4 separate regions of the Mus musculus genome follow, and regions 2, 3 and 4 are each linked to region 1. Evidence: chromatin contacts called from public HiChIP or PLAC-seq, capture Hi-C and promoter capture Hi-C data. All regions are on one chromosome and are shown on one strand. The core of a region is the stretch at or near the end of the contact, and the rest is flanking DNA. Distances in the headings are between cores, read along the strand shown.

Region 1 (2,700 bases), core at 110-2,609:
AGTTCTGGAGACCCAGAGGCAGGCATTTGCCTCCTGCATAAGTACTTTCATCAGCTTTACACACCATTGCTTGTCCATCCCTTTGGGCACCATGCTGTGCCTGGCGCAAGCTAGTAATCCCCAACTGGTCCTGGCCCTTGCCAGTTTACAACCTTAAGTCACAAAGGCGGGCAGTTAACAAACACATCCAGTTATCTGCCAATCACAAGAGATCCATTGAGTGAGCTAGGGTGAGGAACAGGGACCTCCTTCAAAGAACTTCCAGTCTGCTGCGTAAATAAGGTTTTGGCAGAAGAGGTTCAGGGGAGAGATACCGCCAACGTCGGCATTATGGAACAGATATATTTTTTAGTTATTGGCCTGTGGCTTGGTTCTCTACTTAAGACACAACCCTCACCTGAGATGAAAGAGTTTAGTTCCAGGCCCTCCACCTGCAGACAGTTGATACAAAGCACTAGGCTGAGAAGTGCATGCCCCCTGTCTCCCTGGGTGGTCAGGGCTTATCACTTGTTTTCACTGATGGAGCCCGATGGACCATAACTAAACTACAGCCCCTGATGCTGGGAGGATTTTCGGTACAGCATCTCAACCTAGGCCCGCTGAGCGCGAGACCTCAGGTGGGAGCAGCCTACTGAATGCACAGGTTTTGGGTGAAGACTGAAGGAGGCTTTGGGTAAAGACATCCCTGGCATTCTGGTCGCAGTGTCTCCCCTGGGCGCGCCGGGCAGGCCAGAGGAGCCGCGCTCAGCAGGTCCCTATACTCTTCCGACGGGCACAAGGTCCCGGGCGGGTTCCGAGAGCCGGACTATGTAAAGGCGGCCAGGACTGGCCCAGTTTGGGTTTGTGCTCCTAGGGCTGTGGGTCCGATCGTGCGGTGCCCGCACCATTGCAAAGAAAGAGGCTTCCCCGAGGGCGGGTTGCACCGTGTCCCGGACCGGGCGACTTTGGGGCCTGGGCGAGGTAGCAAAGCAGGGCGGAGGGAGGAGTGCAAGTGTGGGGAGAACGCGCGGGAGCCCGAGCCCGCGGCCCGAAAAGGGTGGGTCTGGGATCTGCGGAGGTTGTGGCGGGAGGAGCGAACCAGGGAACGAGGGAGGTGGGCCCGGCTGGAGGGCCCCGAGCCACCGGGGATTGGCGGGGGGGGGGGGGGGGGCGGAGCGCCGAGGGTGGAGATGGGGCCGCGGGAGGGAGGGGAGCCGGCGGGGCGCGGCCAGGGGGCGGGGCGCCCGGACCTGGGGAAGATAAGAGCGTGCTCGCGGGGAGCGAGGGCGGGCGGGAGGGAGGGGCGGGGGACTTAGAGACCAAAGAGGAGACAAAAGGACCGGGTGTGTGGGAGGGGCATAGACAAGCGGGGGCTAGGGGAGGGGCGCCAGGGGACGACTCGCAGGGAGGGGTGTGTGAGTGTGTGTGTGGGGGGAATGGCGTGGGAGGGACTTAGAGTGGGACGTGAAGGGACAGCATAAGAGAGCGCGGGGGTACAGAGAAAGGGGGGGGGCAGGAGTGCTCCACCACGCTGGCCACGAAGGGGAGGGGACACCGTGAAGTGGAGGCCGCTGGGAGGAACGGCCACACACAGGGAGGGAGGTCCCGGGGATGGATGGACAGTCCGCTAGAAAGAGGGACCCGGAGGGGAAGGGTGTACAGACTCGGGGAGAAAGCCTTTCGAGAACCCAAGGGTGGAGGCTGATGGGCGTGTATCAAGCGCGGAGGGCTGGGATTGAAAGCTGCCCTTTGGGATGACCAAAAGACCAGTGGGGGCTGCAACAGACGGGACAGGGCTACTAAGGAGGGCGAAAACTGCTCAAGGGAAAGTGGAACCTAAGAGGGTTGTAGAAGGGTGGCGGGGGTGGCTTCGGGCTCGGCAGGAAGGCGCCACCACCGCCTTCTGCCCGTCCCCAATGTGCCCCGCCCCGTCCGGGGGCCCTAAGGGCAGCGGCCGGGCCATGGGGGAGCCGAGCCAGGGCGGTACCATTCGGAACGGGAGGGGGGGTTGGGGGAAGGGAGGAGCCAGGGGTCAGAACCCTGTTGGGGGCGGGAGGGGGGCGCCACACCCTGGGAAAAAGGCTTGGGCACATCCAGAGCCGACCAATCAGTAAGCAAAGCCGGGGTGGCGTCAAGGGGCAGCTTTGGCCAATAGGAAGGAAGAACACTTCGGAGGTTCGGAGGAAGAAAAGGAAAAAAAAAAAAAAAAGAGCCCCACGAAACAACAATTGAATCCGTTTGGGGGCTTGGAAAACGGGGAGTGGGCGTCGTTTATGTCATGTTCCAGCGTCTGCCCTCGCCTTCGAAGGATGGGGTGGCTTGCATCACTTTAGTGTTGTATGGCGCAAACATCGCGCAGAAGGGTCCCGAGAAAGTAGACCCGGAATTGTCCACTTATTGGTGCTTCGATTTGGGAACTGGTTTGCACAGAGATGGCAGCTTTGTGCTTAAGAGTGAAAGAATGTTGAGGTATCTTAAATGGAGGCAGGAGGAGGTAGAGGTTCCTCATTCCCCTTCACTGGCTACCGATTTAAGTGACAGCTAGCGGAGCGGATTATGGACAATCTCAAGCCAGTGCATAAGTTAAAAAATGTCCTTTGGGCATTGAACACTACTCATTATATTTATTTCCCTTGACAGCCAGTCCCAGGTACTTCCTGAGGACTATTGGTAAGAGCACACACAGTTACCACTCAGAAATTCTGGGAGAAAAAAAATTGT
Region 2 (2,700 bases), core at 14-2,513, 140 kb after region 1:
CTGATTAAGGCTTGGGTGCTTGGATCTAGTCAGGCCTGCTTTGGACCATTCCTGTGGTCCACTTAGACATGCAGACTGGACAGGCTGATTGCCTGGGAGAGTCCTGACATAAAATGAACTCTATACATACAGCCAGGGAAACCTGGATATCAGAGTCTTCAAGAATCATTCAGTCTAGCTCCTGTCTCAGGAAGATGAACACTTCAGCCATTTTTGACAGCTACCTTCCTTCCTGGACTTTGAAATCCCCTTCCCTCCCCCAACGAACTTTTCCCCCTTAGCTCTCACACCTACTCACCATGCAAGTCATCAGCTCCATTTCTCATTCTTCATAAGTTCACTTGCCCAGAAAGAACCTGTTCAACCCCCCCCACACACACACACACACCACCACCACCACCTGAACTTTACGGCATTTGGGTGGGCTCTTTTCCTGAGTCTGAAATTTACTTACTGCTTCATCTCCAGTGGCCTGGGGGAGATGTTGTAGATCTGAGCCTAGTGGGAAATGGCTATGGCTCCTGCCAAAGAGTTAGGGAGTCTGTGACCACCTTGGCTGGGTAGGCTAGTAGGGCCCTTTGAATGAGGTAGTCCCCAGAGGACACACTCGAGCAAAAGCAACACAGAACCCGAGCTAGAGAGACAAAATTAATTACGCTCTTTGGATTCAATTTGAACACGACATTTTGTAACTCTCCAACTGATGTCTGTGGATTTAACTCTTATGTTCTTCAGTCTATCACTCTAGACTTCCAAAGGCCCAACTCATAGCTCTGTATTCCAGAGTTTAGAAAGTACCTTCAGTACTTTTACTACTCAAGTGAGCGTTGAGCCCCATCCCCTTGCTTTCTGGAAGAACCCTCACGTCCAAGCTCAACATAGAGCCTTGGTTCAACTTCCACCTTCTAAGAGTCCATGAAGGCCTTGGTAGAGAGTGTAGAGGAGAGAAGGAAGGAGTGTACGCTCAAAGATGCGCCTTACCTTTTTCTTCTGAGTGGGCTCTTTGTCACTGGCGTTGGAGGGTTTGCGACGCAACATGGTCCTCTACAGAAATGGCACTCCTGCTCTGTTCTCCAAGGAGCTAAGATGCAAAAATCTCTTGTTAAAGCCTCCCCAGCACCAGCCAGTTGGCACAGCATAGACTGAGCCTGGGGCTGCTACTCTTTACTGCTGCAGTGGCAGCTTGGGGGTGCGGGCCATGGACACCCAGCAGCAGCAGCATACAGGAAACCTTGCCACGTGACCTGCTCTTACAGCAATCATGGCCCCTGCCGGCCTCTAGGGAGGAAGGAAGTCCCAGCTTCAGTCTCCAGAGATTCTGATGCAGACAGACCTTGAGTTGAACAGTCAGAGAAAAGCCCCAATCCTGTTGTCTCCGGTCATCCACTACAGTCCTTTCATGTTCTGGCTTATTTGGGCTTTACACTCACTGACTAAACCTCTGAAATCAGAAGGTGAACAATCTCCCTGCCTGTTGAGTAAATGCCCCCAGTCTATTTGCATCTTCCAAGTCATTACTGCGATCACGATTACCATTACTGTCACTCCTGTGGCCATCATCTTGATGGTTATCACTACTGCTACCATTACCAGATAGCCATTACTACAACCGTGACTACCACCACTCCCCACGCCCCAGCCATCATCCCTCCTACCATCCCTACTGCCGTCAGTATACCTTAGCTATGATTGGTAAAGCTCTCATCTCTTCAGAGATTTCTACTGCTTCATCATCCTTAGAGTGGTCACCTTTACAGATGCTATAGTCATTTCCATGATGCTCTCATCCCTACAACCTTCAATAGCCCTGTATCCACTGTTTCTAAAGCTATCAATCCAGCAACTATCCACATTTCCATCAGCACACATATGGTTTTCAGTCTAGATGAGGTGTGCCTACACACAACAACCCCTCAGGTCATACAAGAACAACTGAGAAATGTTTGAAGGCAATGCCACGTCAACAGCAGGTGCCCCATTCAAAAGGCATTCATCAACTGCCTGGGCATTGCGCCCATCTTGTGGGTTACATTCAGCACATGATGGTGATGATGATGATAATGATGACAATGGCAATGTTGATTTGCAGTGCTTAGGGGTCTCACCTATGGCTTACCCATGCCAGGTAAGTTTACTACCATTGAGCAATTGCGGTAGATGTTTAAGTACTTTCAATGATTCCTGTTCACTACAAAGCAACTGGTATGTATCATTTACACTTTATCAAATACAGATGACAATAAAATGAAATTTCAAAAAAGTCTCCATAATTGGATTTCACACTGTTTAGGTAAATATCCTTTACTGTTTTCAGCACCTAGCACCTCTCTCTAGACAGAAATTTACTTCTTACAAAGAATCACACCCGTACAGGACGAAAAACATTGGTTTGGGGAGATTTGGAAAAATTGGAGGGACAGATAACTAAGGACATATAGAACATTTTGGAGGTGATGAATAAGTTTGTTTATTGTGATTGTGGTAATAGTTTTAGGAATGTCTACATCAGGAAAACTATCTTGAATTTTTAATGAAAATAAACTCCCCATTTCTCCTGCTCAAGGCCTTACTGTGTGTCCCAGGCTGGCTTGGAACTTATGATGAGTGCTGGGATTATAGATGTGGACCACCATGACTGGCCGAACTAGTCTGGAACGGTTATTTTTCATGTGGACATGCGTGTGTATGTGTGCACACTCA
Region 3 (2,700 bases), core at 3-2,502, 250 kb after region 1:
TCATACTAATATAGCATACCATTTCACATCTTCTGCGGTACAGAGAAACCCTGTCCAATGTACCTTTTGTGTACATTTGGATGTACACATGGAGCAAACTGCCTGGCTTGCTGCAAGGTGGGAACACCTTTTGATTTAGTCTTTTAATATGTGTTGAGTGCCACCTATGTGCAGAGAATGATATTGGGGACTTTGGAGAGACCTGGAAGATTGGGACCGTTAGGGTCCTGTCTTAAAGAGTTCCCAATCTGGTGCATTTCTTTGGGGGAATCCCAGGCTGTAAAAGGAGCTAAGCATCTAGAGTAGAAAGGCAAATGACTCCAGGCCCTCTTATAATAGGGAATCCCAGTTGAGTGTAAAAGAAATCCAGCTGAGTTTGGAAGGAGCTGGGAGGATCCTCCCTACAACGAGACAAAACTAAGTTGGGGTCAGCTCCAAGCAGCAAGAAGGGGAACATGGTAGAACCTGCAGAATGCCTCCCCACAGTAAAGAGGAACCAGGGGGTAGCATCTCAGGTTGGGCAGGGACAGAACGGTGGCCTTTAGATTGGGTGGGATATTGAGGTTTTGCTGTATGCATAAAGAGCTTGGTCACCGAGCCCACCAGTCCAGGTAGAAGGTACTCGCTAGGGGACAGCAGGAGATATGAATGGTGGTTACCTAAGTTTTATGCACAACCTAGGCAATCACCCCCAATTCTAATTCAGTTGAAGATGCAGAGGAAAAAGGCGGAGTAGGGGAGGTCTTGAGCAAACCCATACTTGCGAATGCAGTGTCAAGGAAAGAAAAAAAAACATAGTTAGATTCGGAAATGGAGGGAGGGTGTTGTGGGCAGCCCAAATAGGGTCCTTCTGCAAACGCCCAGGTATCCTGACAGCTGTTAAGGAAACCCAGGTGAGAAAGGGTTAAGAGTGCCCCTCACTGTTTCAAATGGTTTACGTGTTTGAAATCCTTCAGGTCTCTACAAACCCTCTGGACCCCGGCCAGGCAGGCATTGTCCGGGGAGCAGTTGTGGGTTGTCCGAGCAGCCGCTCGGCCTTTGTTGTGGGGCCACCTCTGGGTTCTCTCTCGCGCCCTGGATAGGGCTGCAGCATGCTTCCCGGGAGGGGGGCGGTGCGGGAGGCTCACTCCCTCTCCCTCTTCCTGCCTCTCTTCCCCCCCCCCCCAACCCCCCCGCCTCCTAATGACCACATGACCAAGTGGGCTCGCGGCCAAACCACAAGCTACAAAATGCAGACCCCGAAGTGAGCAGGGAAGCATTCTCTCTAACAGCCTGGACCAACGGGTAGTTGGGAGTCGCGGGCAGAGCAGCGTCAGCCACTTAGAGAGTTTTTGCCGCCGACCCGAAGCCACCAAGGCCAGCTTCGCGGCGCTGCCCCGCGGCGGCAGAGAAGGCTGCACCAAGAGCAGAGGCAGCGAGCAGGAGTGGGGCAGGCAGCCAGCGGTGCGGCTGGGGCGCTCACCCTCCCGCGGTCCGGGAGCCACGCGAGCTCCGTGCCCGCACGCGCCAGCCCCGGCTCGCGCCTTTCTTTGCGTCCGGGTGCCCTGCCTCTCCGCCCACTCGCCGGCTCCTCTGGGCTGCCGCGGACCGAGTTGCAGCATGAATCTGAGGCTCTGCGTGCAGGCGCTGCTGCTGCTCTGGCTCTCCTTGACTGCAGTTTGTGGAGGTGAGTGCGTGCCCTCCTGCTCGCTTGGGGCTCTCCCGAGGTGCAGCCTGCGCGGTCCTCTCTTTCCGCCCCACGCGCGCTCTTCCCGCCTCCAGGGAAACATGGTGCGAGCCTTGCAGGAGCAGCCACGCGCCAGCCACACCGGGAGGCCTATTGACAGGGCATCTGGGGCCACGGGGCGACATGCCATGTAGGCTTTGCTTCCTAGGACAGCGCGCGCGGGAGGGGGGGGTGTTTCATGATTACCTTGCATATCACCACTTAGCCCCCAGCCCCATGCCCCTCGTAGTTTAAAGTACTTAGGACCACAAACTTACACCTTATGTCCTGCACCCTGCACCCCAAGTGGGGGTGGGGGGAGAGGATGGCGGTATGTCCAGCTCACCTCGTGAATCAGTGGAGGTGGCTGACCTGAGCTGAGTGGGGTCAGGACTCCATGTTGAAGGTCTCTGGGTCTTAGAGTTTAGGGGCCGCTGGCCAGTCCAGGGGCTCAAGCTACTGGAGATGATGTGCCAACATGTAGACGTGACACTTGTTGCATAGTCAGGAGCACGCTGCGGGAGCGGGGGCGGGGGCGACCGCAGTGGCTAGTGGATCCCAGCTGTTGCTCCTTTAGCCTATGTGTAAGCAGAGGCAGCGTCCTTAAGGCAGATCTGGACTGGACAGAGCCAGGCTTATCTTCTGTACTCCAAGGTCCTGGATGATTTTGTTCTCTGCTCCATTGTGGGACACCTGGCCCCACAGCGTTCATCTCTCCGGAGACTTGCTTCTTCTTTATTCTGGCTTCCCCTTCCACTCTTGTCTCAGGTATAACTTCGGTCCCCAGTCTCCCGGTACCAAAACCCAGGAAACACAGGAACTTGATCTGATAACCTCGGTGCAGCTCTGGGAAACGGAATCCCTTCACCTCTACCTGTATTAACCCCCTACCTGGAAATTCTCCACACCAATAGATAATCCCTTGTCTACTTCAGTCCCCGGGTCCTCAGTGTCCCAACAGCCCCTGCCCGGTCTGCCTGTCCTCTGTGGGTCAG
Region 4 (2,700 bases), core at 32-2,531, 150 kb before region 1:
TGCCCAACACGGGTGCTGGCACCCAAACTCCGATCCTCTGCAAGATCAGTACATGCTCTTAACCACTGAGCCACTTACTCTTTATGTCATATGTGTATGAATGTGTGTGGGCATGTGTGTGCCATGGTGTACATGTGGCCATCAGAAGACAACTTACACTGTGATGTTTCAGGATTCCAGGGACTATTCAAGTCATCAGTGTTGGTGGCAGGTGTCTTTACCTGCTGCACCCACTCATGGGTTCAAAGGGCCCTGCTCTTTTGACAAGAGGCCTGGTCTGGGTAGGATTCTTGGCAAACAGTGGAGGAAGATGCCCTGTCGGAGCTGAGCTGGGGTTTCAGGATTGTCCCTTTGTGTGTTTTTGCTGGTCCTTGATAAGTATCACCTCTAGGGGCCTCCAAAGCTTTTCTTGATGCTACTTAAACCTCACTGAGCAGTGTTATCCTGGGCAAGATTCAGGTAGTGAGTGGTATCTGCCTACTGCTAGGCACTCAGACCAGGCGCCAGTGCTTCTGGGACCATCATACTCTAGTACTAGCCTGAAGGTCTGGCAGCTGTGCAGAATCCAGGACCTTGGGCTGCTAATGTTTTCCCTGACCTACAGCCTTGGGGATATCTCATGGAGTGGGTCATCTGCTTAAAGGACTGGCTACAGGTATACAGCTCTATTACTAGGGAGCCCCACCTTGCATGGACTCCTGGGAGGTACTTAGGTATAAGTTACCAGTAAAGCAGCAGCCACTGTGGAATTCTAGAGTCCACTGTTCCTTATCCCAGAAAAGGCTGCTGTCCTTTGACCCAAAGACAATGTAGTATTTCTTCATCATTACCTCTGCCCATTGGCACTAAGGATAAACCCCTGACACCTTAGGAAGTCACATTGATTTCAGTGTCACCTGCTCTTCTAAATGAACCCAACCCCCAGCCTTGGTCTAGTTTCCTCAGATCCTCTCCTTTCAACCTGTCCCTCCATCTGTAGCCACTGTTAAGAGTCTATGCAAGGCATTGGCCTTGCTCGGCACTAATGGTCCAGGTTTTAATCCTCGCCCTCAAAGACCAGGCGTACCCTGCTGGTCCCTGAAGGGTAGTCTAGGTGCAGTGATGAGAGAGGTTGTGGAAACAGTTGTCCCCTCATCAGGTAGCACTTCTCTGTTTGGCCCCCTCCCACCACAAGGCAGGCTGGTGGAATTGCTGCCAGCACCCCCCTTGTGTAGACAGCTGTCTCCTCTGCCTTCCTGTGAGGGATCCTCCCTGTGCACTTTCTGACCTGTGCAGAGCAGGGGCGGGGCTGCAAGGGCCACCAGGCCCCGAAGGGGAAACTGCCGAAACCCCTGGGACAGGAAGTGGTACACAGGGGCTGCTTCCTCTCACAGAGCAGGGGTGCGGGGCGGAGAGAGCCGCCTGTGTCCTGGCCCCTGCCTGCCTACTATGAGCCCTGGGAGGCTAGGGAGAGGTGACAGTCCTTTTCCCTACCTCCCTTCTCTCCAAAAGATGAGGCTTTTCCTGCAGCGCACTGGAGAGGTGGAGGTGGGTAAAGGGGAGAGCTTCTTCAGAGAAGCCACCATCCCTTAGCAATTAGAGACCAGAGCCGGCAGATCAACGGAAAGGCAAGGCACAGGGTAGGTGAGTGTGGGGTGAGGCACCTGCCCCACCTGCCAGGACAGCAGAAAGCCACAGCTGGTTAGAGGAACCCTTTGTCCTTGAGCCTGAGTTCTGGGAGCAAACGATTAGGACCACACCTGCTTAGCAGCAGGTTGGAGTCTGTGGATGCCTGACTTGTAGCCCACAGACAGGAATGGCCTCAGATGAGCAGCTCCAACCCCTCATGGTGCAGCCGAGGAAACCAAGGCACACAAAGCAGAAGTGTCCTGTTTGAGGTCACATCGTGGGCAGAGCAGAAGCCAAGGCTCTAATCCAGAGGCTCTCTTTCTGATGAAAATGTGCTGAGTTGGTATTTAGCGTCCCACACCTCCCACAGGCACCTCCCCCCATCCCCCACACAACAGGGTTCTGGGACATTCTTCTCAGAAATGAGCTTGATGAATTGATTCACACGGAAGGGAGGTGGAGTGTTTAGTCCAGGGATCATCGAAGGTTTCTGTAAAGGATCAGATAGCAAGTATGTCAGGCTTTGGGGCTTATATGAATGAGCACTAATAACCTATAAGCATGTGTTCCAATACAGCTCCGTCGATAGGCACGGAAACTTGAATTTCAGAACATTTGCATGTGTCGTAAACTTCCATCCTTGTGGCCCTTCTTTGATAAGTTCTTCAAGCCCTACTGAGAGCCAAGAAGTAAAGCTCTAGGCTGTCAAGAGCAGAGGCTGCTAGGTGGGAGGAAGATGATGAGGACAACCCTTGAAGGATGTGAGGGAACTAAAGTCACAAAAGTCGAGAGCGGGCATGGCTGGCCTAAGGGACAGTGTGAACAACGGTGTGGCAGTGGGGAGTCACTGTAAAGGTTAACCGTGCTCCGCACATGTGTGGCTTCATTGTTATTTGCCAGCCACTGTTGCTCTTTTTTTTTTTTTAAACTTTTGAGACAGGGTCTCACTGTGTAGCCCTGGCTGGCTTGGAACGCCCTATGTAAACCAGGCTGCCTTTAAACACACAGATATCTGCCTTGCCTTGGCCTCCCCCAGTGCCGGGGTTCAAGACCACCACTGTTCTCACTGGAGGAAAGGGTTAGCTTTGTTGA

Evidence for each region. Promoter capture Hi-C pulls out the DNA fragments that hold promoters and counts their contacts. HiChIP or PLAC-seq counts read pairs in DNA pulled down with a chosen protein or histone mark. Capture Hi-C pulls out chosen DNA fragments and counts their contacts.
Region 2: a contact with region 1 is called in a promoter capture Hi-C map of pre-B cells, with 7 times the contacts expected there. The contact joins the promoter of Sash3 here to the promoter of 9530027J09Rik in region 1. A contact is called at or near these places in 10 of 39 promoter capture datasets (the 3T3-L1 cell line, the C10 cell line, the HPC-7 cell line and 5 more), 3 of 484 Hi-C or Micro-C datasets (the HPC-7 cell line, double positive thymocytes and peritoneal macrophages), 7 of 115 datasets of contacts at active chromatin or transcription factors (the HPC-7 cell line, the SCID.adh cell line, bone marrow-derived macrophages and 4 more) and 2 of 9 other capture datasets (embryonic stem cells and liver).
Region 3: a contact with region 1 is called in a capture Hi-C map of macrophages, with 3 times the contacts expected there. The contact joins the promoter of Apln here to the promoter of 9530027J09Rik in region 1. A contact is called at or near these places in 8 of 39 promoter capture datasets (the 3T3-L1 cell line, the C10 cell line, embryonic stem cells and 4 more), 9 of 484 Hi-C or Micro-C datasets (the G1E-ER4 cell line, cortical neurons, double positive thymocytes and 4 more) and 1 of 9 other capture datasets (macrophages).
Region 4: a contact with region 1 is called in an H3K27ac HiChIP or PLAC-seq map of double positive thymocytes, with 2.4 times the contacts expected there. The contact joins the enhancer-like site here to the promoter of 9530027J09Rik in region 1. A contact is called at or near these places in 1 of 484 Hi-C or Micro-C datasets (embryonic fibroblasts), 7 of 115 datasets of contacts at active chromatin or transcription factors (the 230-238 cell line, double positive thymocytes, embryonic stem cells and 3 more) and 1 of 9 other capture datasets (embryonic stem cells).

Annotation. Positions count from the first base shown.
Region 1 is chrX:48,284,085-48,286,784 of GRCm38.p6, reverse strand. It overlaps 9530027J09Rik (RIKEN cDNA 9530027J09 gene), which reads left to right and starts at 1,359. Exons shown (of 4, transcript NR_045916.1): 1 at 1,359-1,390.
Region 2 is chrX:48,144,999-48,147,698 of GRCm38.p6, reverse strand. Sash3 (SAM and SH3 domain containing 3) reads right to left here and starts at 1,263. Exons shown (of 8, transcript NM_028773.4): 1 at 982-1,263. The coding sequence starts at 1,038.
Region 3 is chrX:48,033,405-48,036,104 of GRCm38.p6, reverse strand. It overlaps Apln (apelin), which reads left to right and starts at 1,252. Exons shown (of 3, transcript NM_013912.4): 1 at 1,252-1,666. The coding sequence starts at 1,600.
Region 4 is chrX:48,432,327-48,435,026 of GRCm38.p6, reverse strand. The region is part of intron 1 of Elf4 (E74-like factor 4 (ets domain transcription factor)); the gene reads left to right. Among named protein-coding and RNA genes, the nearest start is that of Elf4, 21 kb to the left of the region's middle. Within about 2 kb of position 1,281, at least 135 of the 459 cell types and tissues checked have an H3K27ac peak or open chromatin away from gene starts, as enhancers often do. A contact at or near this core is called in the 230-238 cell line, double positive thymocytes, embryonic stem cells and 1 more, where this site is marked.